Regions from separate parts of the Lactuca sativa genome. Here region 1 is linked to region 2. A link is a contact called in public Hi-C data. All regions are on one chromosome and are shown on one strand. The core of a region is the stretch at or near the end of the contact, and the rest is flanking DNA. Distances in the headings are between cores, read along the strand shown.

Region 1 (3,521 bases), core at 954-3,453, 320 kb after region 2:
ACTCATACATTTTTGGTCTTAGTGTTTAAGACTACAGTTCACATTTAAGAAAATAATGACTTTCTGGAATCATACATCATCATTTTATAAGGAAAGATACAATAGAAACACATAAGTATACAACTCATTTAAGAAAATGTTGGATTTTTTGTGAACATACTTTATCATTCTACAAGGAAAGATACAAAAGAAATACATACATCTACAGCTCATTTAAGAAAATATTGGATTTTCTAGAAACATACATCATTATTTCACATGGAAAAGATGCAAAGGAAATTCTTATATTTATAGTTCATATTAAAGAAAATATTAGATTTTCTAGAAGTATACAAATCATTTTATCCAAAAACGTTACAAATCCTTCTCACACAAAAATGCTTATGAACTCAACAACTTAATTGTTGACACTTTTCAAAATCACTTGTATTCTCATGGAATCAGTACACAGGTATTCACAACATTTTGAGGCCCTGTGTCGCTGCATTATGTTTTCTACTTTTGTTATTTGTATTTAAGTGTTGAACAAAACAAAGTTGTAAACGATGTAAACTTGTATTATCAATGTATGAATCTTTGAGTTGCTTTGTTTCATTACTATTCAATTATACATGAAGTCCATCCATGCGCCCCCAGTCGTTTCTGCCCTCCTGGTTTGGGGGTGTGACACGACTCGTTAAGGCTTTGGGTTAATAGGCCGTAAGGGGGGGGGGGGGGGGGGGTTATTTTGTGGTGCAATATGGGGTTAGATTTGGATTTGTTGCGCAAGATGAGGTTTGCTTCGCAAAACATGATCCAAAAAATTCATGAAGTTGTTGATCATTTTTGGGGTAATATTTGGCATAGTGATGATACAATATTGTTAAACATTTTGATATTGAAATTGTTGAGGGGTGAATAAGGGGGCGTCTAATTAGGGACGATAAATTGGAACCAACAAATTAAAATGAAAAATATTTATAGTAAGTGTCGTTGAACTAGAAGCACGAGAGATTCTTTGATCAGATTTTGGTGTAGTGTTGTTGAAATATGTTTTGTTATAAAAATGAATGACAGAGAGAAGATTGCGTAAGATTGAAGGTTAAAATTGGTTTGTATTTATAGTGGTAAGTAGTTAAAGAAAGTGATATTTAAAATTTTGATCATCAATTCAAAATAAAAAATAATAAGAGTTTGAAGTTGTTGGAGGAGAAAAGAGAAGAAAGAGAGGAGAGGTCTGAGATGTATCTCATTTATCCGGTTTGTCACTGTGGTTACATCACAATGACGATTTAGTGTTCCCCTATACGATGAAATAGCCAGACCCCACCGCACCATGTGGTAGAGGTATACCCTATGGTTTAGTGGCGGAGCCAGAACAAAATACTAAGGGCAGCACACGTAAATTTTAGGGGTAACATGCCAGAAAAATTAAAATACATCGAAAAACATTTCAAAACGTTTCCATTACACATAAATTTATGGACCACAAACTTCTTAGTAGATCCGCCAGTGTGACGGTCTAACCATAAATATTGCCGAACTCATTAAAAAAAAACTTAATTCGAAAAAAAACTTCGTTATAACTTGTTAAAATCATAAGAGTTTTCTATTTGAAAAATCTTTATCCGAATTCTAAGGGAGTGTTCGAGATTGCTTAATTGAAGTTCTTATTCATTTATTCCGGTTTGAAACCTGTAATAAAGAGTTTATGATAAGTTGTTTTATCGTTACATGTAAATTAAAAGTTTCTAAAAAGTAAAAAATAACTTATCAATTTGTTTTGTTTTGATACCGAACAAACTGATCTAAACATTTTTTTAAAAGCTCGTTTTAAACTAATAAACCCTTTTACAATTGTTTCAAATAAACGATCCTTATATATTTATAATAATAAACACTTTCACAAATTAAGATAACTTGATTTTGACACCAAATAAACTAATAACCATTCTATGTTTTTACGGAAACTAGTAATATCTAAGCTAAAACATATAAAATTTACTTTTTTATTCCTCATAATATATAATTTTTTACCAATAATATTTAGTTATTTTAATGATAATATTATGTTTTAGGTACACTTAATATTTGTACCCCTACGCCCATTTTGTGGTCCAGCCAAGGTTTCAATGCACATAAACAATTACACTTATTACACTGACGGGTTGACCCCATCTCTCTCGTCTCGTGCATTCCAAACCACCACCGCATATCTACATATTACTATATTATATATTACACCTGCTTCTCACACGTCTTGTTTCATCGAAAGAAAACACTTCGTGTAATGGAATCAAAACACATTGTATTTTTCTTTTTGTTCACTCTTGCAGCTTTCATAACTGCATCAAACTCAAAGTCAATCATCAAGAGACTTCCAGGTTTCGATGGCGATCTTCCTTTCACTCTTGAAACCGGGTATGTGTCTATTTTCATCGTTTTCACTGTTTCAGAGTTCAGTCAACTCATAGAGACAAACTTGTTTTGATTTCTTAAAAGATACATCGGAGTTGGAGAAGATGAAGCTGTGCAGATCTTTTACTACTTCGTTGAGTCTGAAAGAAACCCTTCGGAAGACCCTCTTCTTATTTACCTCACCGGTGGCCCTGGCACTTCGGTTCTTTATTCCATGATGTATCAAATAGGTAATTAATTAATCTTCTTATTTACATTTTTTAATTACTGTTATTGTTGATTGGAAAAAGTATACCCCATATACTAATATTTTCGATAATATTAGCTAGCATAATAGTGAAAAGGAAAGTTCTGACTTTGACACATTGTGTCGGTGGTTGGATTTTGTTTAAATAAAGTTTTAACAATCTAAAAAATGTCTCATTTTTATATGATTCATCGATAAAACCAATTAGGAAGCCTTAGTTATCAAGAATTTGAATGTATTTTAGAAAACTTGATATGATTGTAAAAGCCTTGGTTATGAGTTTATTAAAGGTTTATTGTTGTGGGAAACAGAGAGGGTGGGAGTGAGGGTGAAAGGGTGGTGATGGGAATTGGTGGCAGGAGGCTGAGGACGGTTGTGGGTGGTGGCAGACGACAGTAGACGGTGGCATAAGGCAATAGATGTTAACCTTATAAATATGATATCATATTAGACTTTTAGTGGGTAATATTCATATTGAAATTGGATCAAAGCCTTAGGTTACAAGTTCAATGTGTAGGGTCTAGTAGAAAAAGATACACACACATGATGAAAATATCTACAAAAGGAATCTTAATCCTATATAAAGGGTTAGGTAGGTTACATTTTATATATGTAGACTTTTATTAATAAAGATGCACACATAAAAGATGAAGATAAATACAAAAGGATAAGCCTAATAGGCTAATCATATATAAGCACTAACATGAGTTAATAATTGGGATCATTAATGGAAGTTGACATTTATCCCAATCACTTTTTACCAAATAGATTAAATATAATAAGTATTTAATCGAAATCAAAAGGACTTTGGCCTAATGTCATAGAAGTTGACAAATAGGTGTTTCTCACCCAAAGTTTGAGGGTTCAAGTCTTGCAT
Region 2 (4,026 bases), core at 1,499-3,998:
TTAGATGTTGCCGAAATCTTATTTTTCCTTTTTTTTTTTATTCTTGTTGAATTCTTTTTTTTCATTTTTATATTAAATAATGATAACTTCTTGAAAAATATCATTATTTTTTGCTAAAATATCTTTATTTTTTTTTTGTTGAAATATCATTTCTTTGTTAAATATCATAAATTCTTACTGAAATATCATACATTATTAATTTTTCGGTATTAAAAAACTATTTGGGTTTATAAAATCAATCTATTTTAATTTTTTAATATATGCAGCAGCTTGCGGATGTTAAAAAAGCAAACACGTTTCTTATTACAGTCTACAACCATTTGGTCCACCTCTTCTACGACAAAGGTGGTCCGCAGACTACATGAATTTTGCTTCAGAAAAACAAACAACACCTTAATGTGTAGAGCTCTTACCATTATATACATGCAAAGCAACATTTGGTATGATAATCCCCATGTATGAAATCCCCGATACGTAGAACGGATTGCTCAAAAAACTAGGATGATCCGTAAACCACTGTATAATTAACATGTACAACAAAATCATTTTAAGATTAAATAAGAAGTCAATAAATTAATGAATTAATAGAAGTTATTACAAAACCTTTCGTAGAAAATCATAAGCATATGAAGCTAGAAGGGAATCACTGCAAATCGTTCCTTCGTATGTTGTAGAATATGAGAACCCTGCTCCCGCTGGTGCATCTATGAATAACATATTAGCAACCTACAAAATTACACGATTATATTTTATAAACGTTTCATGTAGGAGTAAGATTTATAGGATTATAATATTAATTTTTAGAAACCATGTTTTTGGAGTGAGAATGTAAACCTTATTCCATGGATATGGATTTAATGTCAATGTAATGTTATCATCCGTTGAAGTTTCCAAATTGAAATTAAGTGGACCTGGAAAAATGATAGTTAAATAATGTTAATAAGTGGTGTGGATAAATCGGAAGTAAGATCAGTCACTATTTAATAATAGTATACAATGACTTTAAAAGTTACAAAAAGTGTCACTAGGTTTTATTTTTAGTGTGTAGGGTAAAAACGTCAAATTTCAAAACCAAGTAAAATAATAATAGCCTAAAGATGTAAAACATCACATGATTGACAGAAATTATTAAAATAATACAATTAATCAAATAAATGAAAGTTAGGCCAAACCTCCCAATCATAGTGTTTTTTATTTGGCATGGCCAAGTAAAAATAATTTATAATAATAGCCTCAAAAGCACATGATTCATATAAATTATAAAAATAATATGATTAACCAAATACCCAACAAATGATGTTTGCTAGAATGTCCGGCTGTTATGGAAGTGGTTAAGGTTTGGAATTTCACATAGGAAATATTAACTTATTATTCGTAAAGGCCTAAAACAGAGTTCAAATGCATTATAGAAAAAATAAATTGTATGAAGAGTAGAATGAGGATTCGGCAAGTTACATCCCATTAAACTCTAATGAGTTCAATGAACTATAGATGCCCTTAGTGTTTATATAGATAGTGTTTATATACTTTAGGGTTATCCTTTAATAGTTATCTTCATATTTTGTGTGTGTGTCTATATCTATTAGGGTGTATATGTAAAAATAGTAACCTAAACCCTTAATCCATTGATCATCCCAGTCTTCACCATCCATCACTTGATTTTTAGGATTATAAACGACATATCACAAAAAGATATAAGAAGAGAATAAAATAGAGAACACACAAAAATTAACATGTTTCACAAAATCGGGGTAATTGTACTCCACAACTCGACATTAATCTATTAAGCTATGGCTCCTTAATTTGTAATATCATTGGAAGTCAAACGCCATACACAATTTGAGGGTGTTGGTGTTTATATATAATTAGGATTATGTTTTTTTTTTGTATTTATCTTCATCCCCTGTCTGTTTAGTTTTATATCTTATATAGCCTAATCCTCTCGTCCAATCCAAGATATATATTTTCTCAAAGCGTAATATGATAGATATGCTCTTAAAATACATCATGTTTTCGAAAATATGCCAAAAATATCAACACGATTGTCTTAGATATGGATCATATAAAACTGAGACATTATTTAAACTCTTTAAAAGTTTAATCTAATTAAACTCCAACAACCAACAATATATAATTATATATGTCCAATGTCATCACTTTACTTTTTTCGATTTTATGCTTGCAATATCTATCTATATGGATTTGGGGGAATACATTTTTTTTTTTTTTTTACTTTAATCAGTGCAAAACGCACTACAACAAAAATCAACCATAGCCACAAAACGCAAGATGATTACCTATTTGATACATCATGGAATAAAGTACCGAAGTGCCGGGCCCACCAGTGAGGTAAAGAAGAAAAGGGTCTTCGGAGGGGTTTCTTTCGGACTCAACGAAGTAGTAAAAGATCTGCACTGCTTCATCTTTTCCAACTCCAATGTATCTTTCGAGAAAAACAAAAGACTAATTTAAGAGTCGTCTGAAACAGTAAAGACAATGAAAACGGAGACATACCCGGTTTCCAGTTTGAAAGGAAGATCACCATCAAAACCTGGAAGTCTCTTGATGATTGAGCTTGAGTTTGATGCACGTATGAAAGGTGCAAAGATTATCAAAAGCGAAATCAGAATGTGTTTGGATTTTTCCATTACTGGAGTTTTCGTTTGATGAGAATGAGACCCCTCGGAAGTAGAGTAGTAGCTAAGTAGGTGTATATAGTTGATATGTGGAAATGTAATGGTGGTAAGCAGTGCACAAACGAGAGTGGGGTGTCTATATTAATGTAGCATTAAATAAATGGGTGGCCCACAAAAGGGGCTACAGAGAAGTTGATAAAATATTCGAAAAACAAAAATAAACGTATCCCAAAGATAATGAAAGATGAAGACGGGAAAACAAGACAAATTTTCATGTGGTTGTCAAAATGGTTCATGAATAGTAAAAGGTAAAAATGAGATAAATTTGTAAAAATGGTTCAAATTTGAACAACAAGAAAAAAAAAAATATGTACTTTTCAGAATTAAGATTTGGTGTTGTATCAATTATCTAAAGTAAGATGTTTTTATTGGTTTTGGTCGTTGTTGGTTATAGACTTTGGAACCCAACATTATCTAGCAAAAATGTTCCAACATTATCTAGCAAAAAGAGAAGCACGTTTTCGTTTTTCCACTTGTATTTTTGCTTATTTAAATATTAAACTGTATTGAAAATTTTTGTAAAAACCCTAAAATCAGTAAGAACCTTATAAGATCACCCCTCTTCTCATCGGCTACAAACGAATACCAGACCTCCGCGTAATGCCCCTCTCACTACCTCCATATGTATGTATCTCTTTTCTTTACGTCCATCACCGTCATCTACTAACATCGTCATCCCTAACCACCTTCCTGTTAAAAAATGGAAAAAAAAGAAGGGCGTTTCCGGCCTATCCCACCATCTTCTCTCATATATTTTCATGCACGCACCAGAAGTCATCGTCAGAATCCCCTCCCTCATTCATCTTCCGGTCAATCATCTAATGTTACTGTTTTTTTTTGTTTGTATATATAATTTTGAACTAAAATTGTGCGTAAGTAGAAAGAATGCTAAAAAAACATTATGGAACTAAAAGAAACTCATAATAGGAGTAAAGTCCAAACAAATCAGTTCATAATTTGAACTTAACAAACATCAATTCAAAATCTATTTCCCCAAATGCAACCAAAATCAACAAAAAACCAAATTAAACATTAAAAGCAGTTATAAACACACAAACTAAACCTATAACTCCAAACAATCAGTGAAACAACAAAGAATGAATGAAACCCATCTATTATATGATAACATTAATACTACCACTGCATAAGCTCCAAAACAATTAAACTAGGTCAGCTTCAAGTACAATTTTTGAGGGTTTAATATTGTGATTTTTAGAAATTAAATCCAATTAATGCAGCAAACCCGCTAAATGGCCCTTAGGTTGCTTTTAGGTGTTTGTTGGAACGTTGAAGAAAGGTTGCCAAAATTAAATTAAAGGTGGGGACAGAT

Evidence for each region. Hi-C and Micro-C count contacts between places; a contact is called where the count stands out from the background.
Region 1: a Hi-C map of leaf shows a contact between it and region 2, with 5 times the contacts expected there. The contact joins the promoter of LOC111900974 here to the promoter of LOC111919870 in region 2. A contact is called at or near these places in 2 of 4 Hi-C or Micro-C datasets (both in leaf).

The regions. Positions count from the first base shown.
Region 1 is chr1:203,602,071-203,605,591 of Lsat_Salinas_v11, forward strand. It overlaps LOC111900974 (serine carboxypeptidase-like 16), which reads left to right and starts at 2,204. Exons shown (of 14, transcript XM_023896841.3): 1 at 2,204-2,400; 2 at 2,482-2,627. The coding sequence starts at 2,270.
Region 2 is chr1:203,277,322-203,281,347 of Lsat_Salinas_v11, forward strand. LOC111919870 (serine carboxypeptidase-like 2) reads right to left here and starts at 2,749. Exons shown (of 14, transcript XM_023915434.3): 1 at 2,515-2,749; 2 at 2,298-2,443; 3 at 835-911; 4 at 604-726; 5 at 414-516. The coding sequence starts at 2,648.